Linked DNA regions of Mus musculus: region 2 is linked to region 1. A link is a contact called in public promoter capture Hi-C data. All regions are on one chromosome and are shown on one strand. Each heading gives the region's core, a stretch centred on a gene start, on an enhancer-like site or on the middle of the called end of the contact. The rest is flanking DNA. Distances are from core to core; before and after follow the strand shown. Region 1 overlaps Plekhm2 (pleckstrin homology domain containing, family M (with RUN domain) member 2). Region 2 overlaps Fhad1 (forkhead-associated (FHA) phosphopeptide binding domain 1).

Evidence for each region. Capture Hi-C pulls out chosen DNA fragments and counts their contacts.
Region 2: a contact with region 1 is called in a promoter capture Hi-C map of adipose tissue. The contact joins two enhancer-like sites. A contact is called at or near these places in 1 of 39 promoter capture datasets (pre-B cells), 1 of 484 Hi-C or Micro-C datasets (liver), 2 of 115 datasets of contacts at active chromatin or transcription factors (bone marrow-derived macrophages and microglia) and 3 of 9 other capture datasets (adipose tissue, liver and pancreatic islet).

What each region holds. Positions count from the first base shown.
Region 1 is chr4:141,654,951-141,657,703 of GRCm38.p6, forward strand. The region is part of intron 1 of Plekhm2 (pleckstrin homology domain containing, family M (with RUN domain) member 2); the gene reads right to left. Among named protein-coding and RNA genes, the nearest start is that of Plekhm2, 7.8 kb to the right of the region's middle. Within about 2 kb of position 1,426, at least 74 of the 459 cell types and tissues checked have an H3K27ac peak or open chromatin away from gene starts, as enhancers often do. A contact at or near this core is called in adipose tissue, bone marrow-derived macrophages and microglia, where this site is marked.
Region 2 is chr4:141,950,953-141,953,705 of GRCm38.p6, forward strand. It overlaps Fhad1 (forkhead-associated (FHA) phosphopeptide binding domain 1), which reads right to left. Exons shown (of 32, transcript NM_177868.4): 13 at 530-725. Among named protein-coding and RNA genes, the nearest start is that of Fhad1os1, 31 kb to the right of the region's middle. Within about 2 kb of position 1,434, at least 99 of the 459 cell types and tissues checked have an H3K27ac peak or open chromatin away from gene starts, as enhancers often do. A contact at or near this core is called in adipose tissue, bone marrow-derived macrophages and microglia, where this site is marked.

The sequences.
Region 1 (2,753 bases), core at 176-2,675:
AGAAAGAGAGAGAGAGGAAGGAAAGAAAAAGAAAAATTAAGGGCTGGAAAGGCTGGAGACAGGTTAGCCATTAAGAGTGACCACTCTTCCAGAGGACCTAGGTTAAGTTCCCAGCACCCACATGGCAACTCTTGTTCCAGGAGACCCTACGTCCTCTTCTGGCCTCTATGGGTACCAGGCATGTACATGGTACACAGACATACATTTAGGCAAAACACTTATACACATAAAATTCTTTTTTTTTTAATTTAAAATTTTGTTTTGAGAAAGGGTTTCTTTGTGTAGCCCTGGCTATCCTGAAACCAACTCTGTAGATCAGGCTGGCTTCAGACTCTGAGATCTGCCTGCCTCTGCCTCCCAAGTGCTGAGATTAGAGGCATAAATCTAAAATTTTAATTAAAAAAAAAAACGTAAAGTTGTTAAGGGCCAGCAAGATGGCTCAGCAGGTAAAGGTGCTTGCCACTAAGCCTGATGACCCGAGGTCAATCCTTCTGTCCCACAAGGTGGGGAGAGAGAACTGACTCTCAAAAGTTGCCCTCTAGCCGGGCAGTGGTGGCCCACGCCTTTAATCCCAGCACTCAGGAGGCAGAGGCAGGCGGATTTCTGAGTTCGAGGCCAGCCTGGTCTACAGAGTGAGTTCCAGGACAGCCAGGGCTATACAGAGAAACCCTGTCTCGAAAAACCAAAAAAAAAAAAAAAAGTTGCCCTCTAACTTTCTAACTTCCACATATGCACCGTAGCATGCTTGCCTCCCCACAAATAATTATATGTAATTTAAAATTTTTACTCTTTTTTTAAAAATAAATGTATGTTTTGTATATGAACAGCTTGACCTGCTTCTGTGTATGCCACAATTACGCCTAAGGCCTGTAGGAACCCTAAGAGCTCACTGGATCCCCTAGAACTGGAGTTACAGATGGCTATGAGCCACCACATGCCACTGGGAACCCAACCTGAGAGTCCTCTGCAAGAGCAGCCAGTGCTCCTATCAGCTGAGCGAGCGTCTCTCCAGTCCTAAAAGCACTTTTTTTTAAAGCCGTTAAATACTTCTCCTTCCAGGAAGGAGATTGCCCAAGCCTCCATGTACTCCTCAGCCTTGGGAGCAAGCCTTGACCCCTTTTGGAGGAACCAAGGATGCCTTTGAGAGTGGGGAGAAAAACTGCCAAGAGCCCTGGACAAACACCAGAGGCCCAGAAGGTGGACACCGGCCTGAAAGAACACACTGCGCAGACTTTCCTCCATCCTTCTAGGCTGGAGCTGGCAGAACCCTGCCCGCTCCTCAGTCACCAGTGCTGGGGGGTGGGGTGGGGGAGGGGTTGCTCAGAGCCTGCTTTAACCCCAGCAATCCAAGCTGGGTTAATCCAGGCACCTCATTGCCTCTGTGTCTCTTCTAGTTCCCCTTTCCCCAACCCACAGCGTCTGCATGACCTCCCGAGTCCTTCCTCCACCCAAGCAGTGCACCGATAAAGAAAATGGCTACCAAGGTCACTGCCTGATACAGTATTAGTCTGGAGGACGGACGTGGACCAAGCAATGCTAGGGACCAGTCAGATCCATCACAGGCCGAAAATGCAAAGGGTGAGGAGGTCTGCCTGGAACATTCTGGATTCCAAATCAGGGTTGCTTAAGACCAGGAAGGAGGGCATCTATCCACTGTACTTCTTACCTTTTCCTCTGTGTGTGTGTGTGTGTGTGTGTGTGTGTGTGTCACATGCCACAGTCAGGGAGCCAACCTCTAATGTCCATTCCTCAGGAACACTGTCCACCTTGGGTTTTTTTTTTGTTTTGTTTTTTTGTTTTTTTTGAGATAAGGTCTCACGCCTGGCCTGGAATTCACTGAATGGGCTAGGCTGGCTGGCCATCAAGCCCTGGGAATCCTGCTGTCAATGCCTCACGGTCACGAAGCATGATCTGCTGTGGGCAGCTTCCTAAAGTGGATTCCAGTGGTCACACACACAGAGCCCTGTGTACCTTACCAGCTGACCCCCCACCTCCACAGACCCCCCCCACTGCCATCGGCCTCAAGTTTGTCTCCCGAGTGAAGCCCCTTTCTCAGGATGAACTCGCTGCTCATTCCCATGAGGACAAGAGCGCTCAGCACACAGCAGTCACTCAACAAATGCGTACAATACTAAAACACAGACAGGCTGAGCCAAGGGGGAGGGGGAGTGGAGGGCAGGAGGAGGACAAACAATAAGAGTCCAAGATCCACACATGTGACCGTCATGATGAAACCTAAGTGCTGTATGCATTAAAAAGACCAATCTACAGAGACATGCGATTATCATCTTAAGGCAGACATCATGTATGGAGAAATGGAAAGAGCGGGAGCCAGAAAGATGGTTCCAGGGTTAACCTTGCTCCTTCTGAGGTTAATGGTTTTGGACAAGCTGCCTCCCTGAGCCTACCCTCCCTGGCTTAGGTGGGCAGCACAGGGTGTCCTGCAGTGTGCAGTGTTACTGACTGGAGGAAGGTGTGGAGCTAGGAGCCGGCTCCAGTAGATTAAATGTAAGGAGTCCAGTTGTGTGACTGTCCCTTCCCCTCCATGCTTCAAGCCTCAGCGGCCAGTGGAACACCAGCAATGAAGGGTTTGGCTGAGGCTGGGGAGTGTGACTTGGAGGGTAGCAAGCTGGCCTAGCATATACAAAGCCTCGGGTTCCATCCCCAGCAACACATAAAACTGGGCGAGGTGCTCCACGTGGAGGCAGGATGACCAGAAGATCCAAGACATCCTTGGCTATGAAGTGAGTTCG
Region 2 (2,753 bases), core at 184-2,683, 300 kb after region 1:
CTCTGCCTCCAAAGTGCTGGGATTTAAGGTGTGGTCACCACACCTGGCTACACTTACAAAGGTTTTACTTTAGATATTGTTGGTTTGTTTAGTTTTACACATATAAATGTTGTACCTGAATGTAAACCTGTATGCTATGTGTGGGCCTGGTGCCTGTGGAGGTCAGAAGGAGGCGTCAGATTCCATGGGATTGGAGTTACAGATGGCTGGGAGCCACCATGTGGATGCTAGGAATCGAACCTGGGTCCTCTGCAAGAGCAGCCGGTGCTCTTGGCTGCCGAGCCACCTCTCTTGCCCCTCTGCTTAACATTTTAAGTTATGTTTTATGTCTATTTTGCATTTTTGGGCATTGGTTCTCTCCTTCCATCATATGGGTCTTGGTGGGGATGCACTCAGCGAACGGGGCTTCGCCTGCTACGCCATCTTGCCAGCCTTGATGCTGCAAAGCCTTCCTCACCAACACACCTTATGTCAGGTGAATTCATGGTGCTATTCCAAACACTTGATGAGAGAAAAGGGCCTCAGTTACCTTTGTCAGAATCCGAGAGCTCGATGTCGAGGTCCCCGAGCAGCTGCTCTGTTTCCTCCAGCCAGGACAGGGACACCCTCAGGATGTTCACTACCGTCTTCTGAAGTCCTGACACGAGCGGGCTGAGCGGCAGGTGCTGAAGGAGCTCCACCTCCTTCTTCAGGTCGATGCTGCTGCAGGAATCCCTCATGCAAGCCTGGAGACAGACAGGCTGTGAGCAGTCAGACCCAGCATCTATAAATGGCCCTGACGAGGGCCCTGATGGGGCTGACCTGAGAGGGATGAGATGCTGGACCTGACCAGGAAGCAGGACAGCAGCCCATCACTGCCTGGTGGGGCCCACTTTCATTCCGGTCCTTTTGGCAGCCTATCTTTTCTCCCAGTTTAATTTAGCCTTGGTAAGGGTGTGTGTGTGTGTGTGTGTGTGTGTGTGTGTGTGTGTGTGTGTGTCTGCCTGTCTGTCTGTCACTCTCACCTTATTGCCTTGAGACAGTGTCTCTCAGCAAACCTACAGCTCCCCATTTCTTCTCATGGCCTGCCTTTACCCCATAATGCTGGGCTGCAGGACTTACAGCTATGCCTGGCTACTTGACATGGGCTCTGGGGATCTGAACTCGGGCCTTTGTGCTTGCACAGTGAGCTCTCTGACTGAGCCATCTCCCCAGCCCTTTGTCTGGACGGTTGATAGGCACAGGACGCTCCTTTTTAGGCTGGGCAATGCTGAGCTGCCGCCGCCGCCGCCGCCACCGCCGCCAATCTGTCTGACGTGAGAACCAAATCTGGCTAGTTCTAGTCATCAGAGTTCCTGTCGAGATCAAGGCACGCGCTGGACAGAAAGTGCTGTTTCCTGACTTGTTTGAAAGGGAGTCAGCACTTGCACAAAACTCCCTAAATAGCATCGTCTGATTGCAAGAGAAAGCAGAAGCAGCTGTGCGTTCTGACGCTCAGGGTTGGGGCACCAGGGGCACCCTGGACCTTCATCCTCCCTCCTCTACTGGGAAAGGCAATAGCTGAAAATAGCTTCCGTGGCTGGGCAAAAATGGAAATTTTGAGCAAAAACATTTCCTCCCTCTTTCTGCCTTCCCCCTTCACACCTTTCTCTCTGTCTCTCCCTCTGTCTGTCTGTTTCTGTGTCTGTGTCTGTCTGTCTGTCTGTCTGTCTCTCTCTGTGTGTGTGCATGTGTGTGTGTGTGTGTGTATGTGTGTGTGGGGTGGGCTGTACATGCACGTGTGTGTATGTTCAGGTGTGGAGGCTGGGATCTCAGGACCACTCCCCCCTCCCTTGTTTTTTGAGATAGAAGCTCTGACTAGGTAGTGGGCTAGCCAGTGAGCCCCATGGATCTGTCTGCCTCCACCAGTGCTGGGATCATGAGCATGCGCTATCATGCTCAACGTTTTAAAGGTGGGATCAAATTCAGGTCCGCTCGCTTGCACAGAAACTGCTGCAGCGACTGAGCTGTCTCCCCAGCTGGGTTTCTCTTTCTTACTTTTTAAAATGCAGAGCTGGGGACTTCCCAGAGTACAGAGTACAGCCATCTCTTTCTATCTGTGGGGAACTAATTAGTTTCAAGGCACTGAAGCCAAATTCTGAGGAAGTCCAATTCCCTTAGTAAGAGATGTGGCATTTGTACACAGCCTACACACATCCTTCTGTATACTTCAAGTGGCCTCTAGGCAACTTACAATACCTAGCACAATGTATATGCAGGCAGAAGAATGATAAGAAAAGAATGTCTGAGGGTGGGAATGAAGTTTTGTAGGACAGAACTTGCCCAGTGTGTACAAGGGCAACAGTACAGATGCAAAGAGCCCACCACTACAAAATCCAACCTTATCTGGTATGTGACTGACTTTGCGGGGAGGGGCGCATGCAGGTCAGAGGTCAATGTGGGGTCCTCCCCAATCACTCTCCGATTTACTTTGAGAAACTTTTTGGCATGTTTGAGATAAGGTCTCAGGAAACCCAGGCTGGCTTCAACCTAGCTAAGCATGACCCTGATCCCAGAGCCTCCACCTCCCACGGACTGGCTTGCAGGGGAACGTCCAGCTCTATGTGGCCACGTGGATCAAACCCAGGACTTCATGCATGCGCCTGAGCTACCCCCTCCCTTGCCCTTGCTTATTTTTTGACAGTGTCTCTCACCGATGCCAGAGCTAGCTTATTTGGCTAGATTGAGTGCCTCACAAGTCCCCACCACCACCACCCGCCCCCACCCCTCCCTGG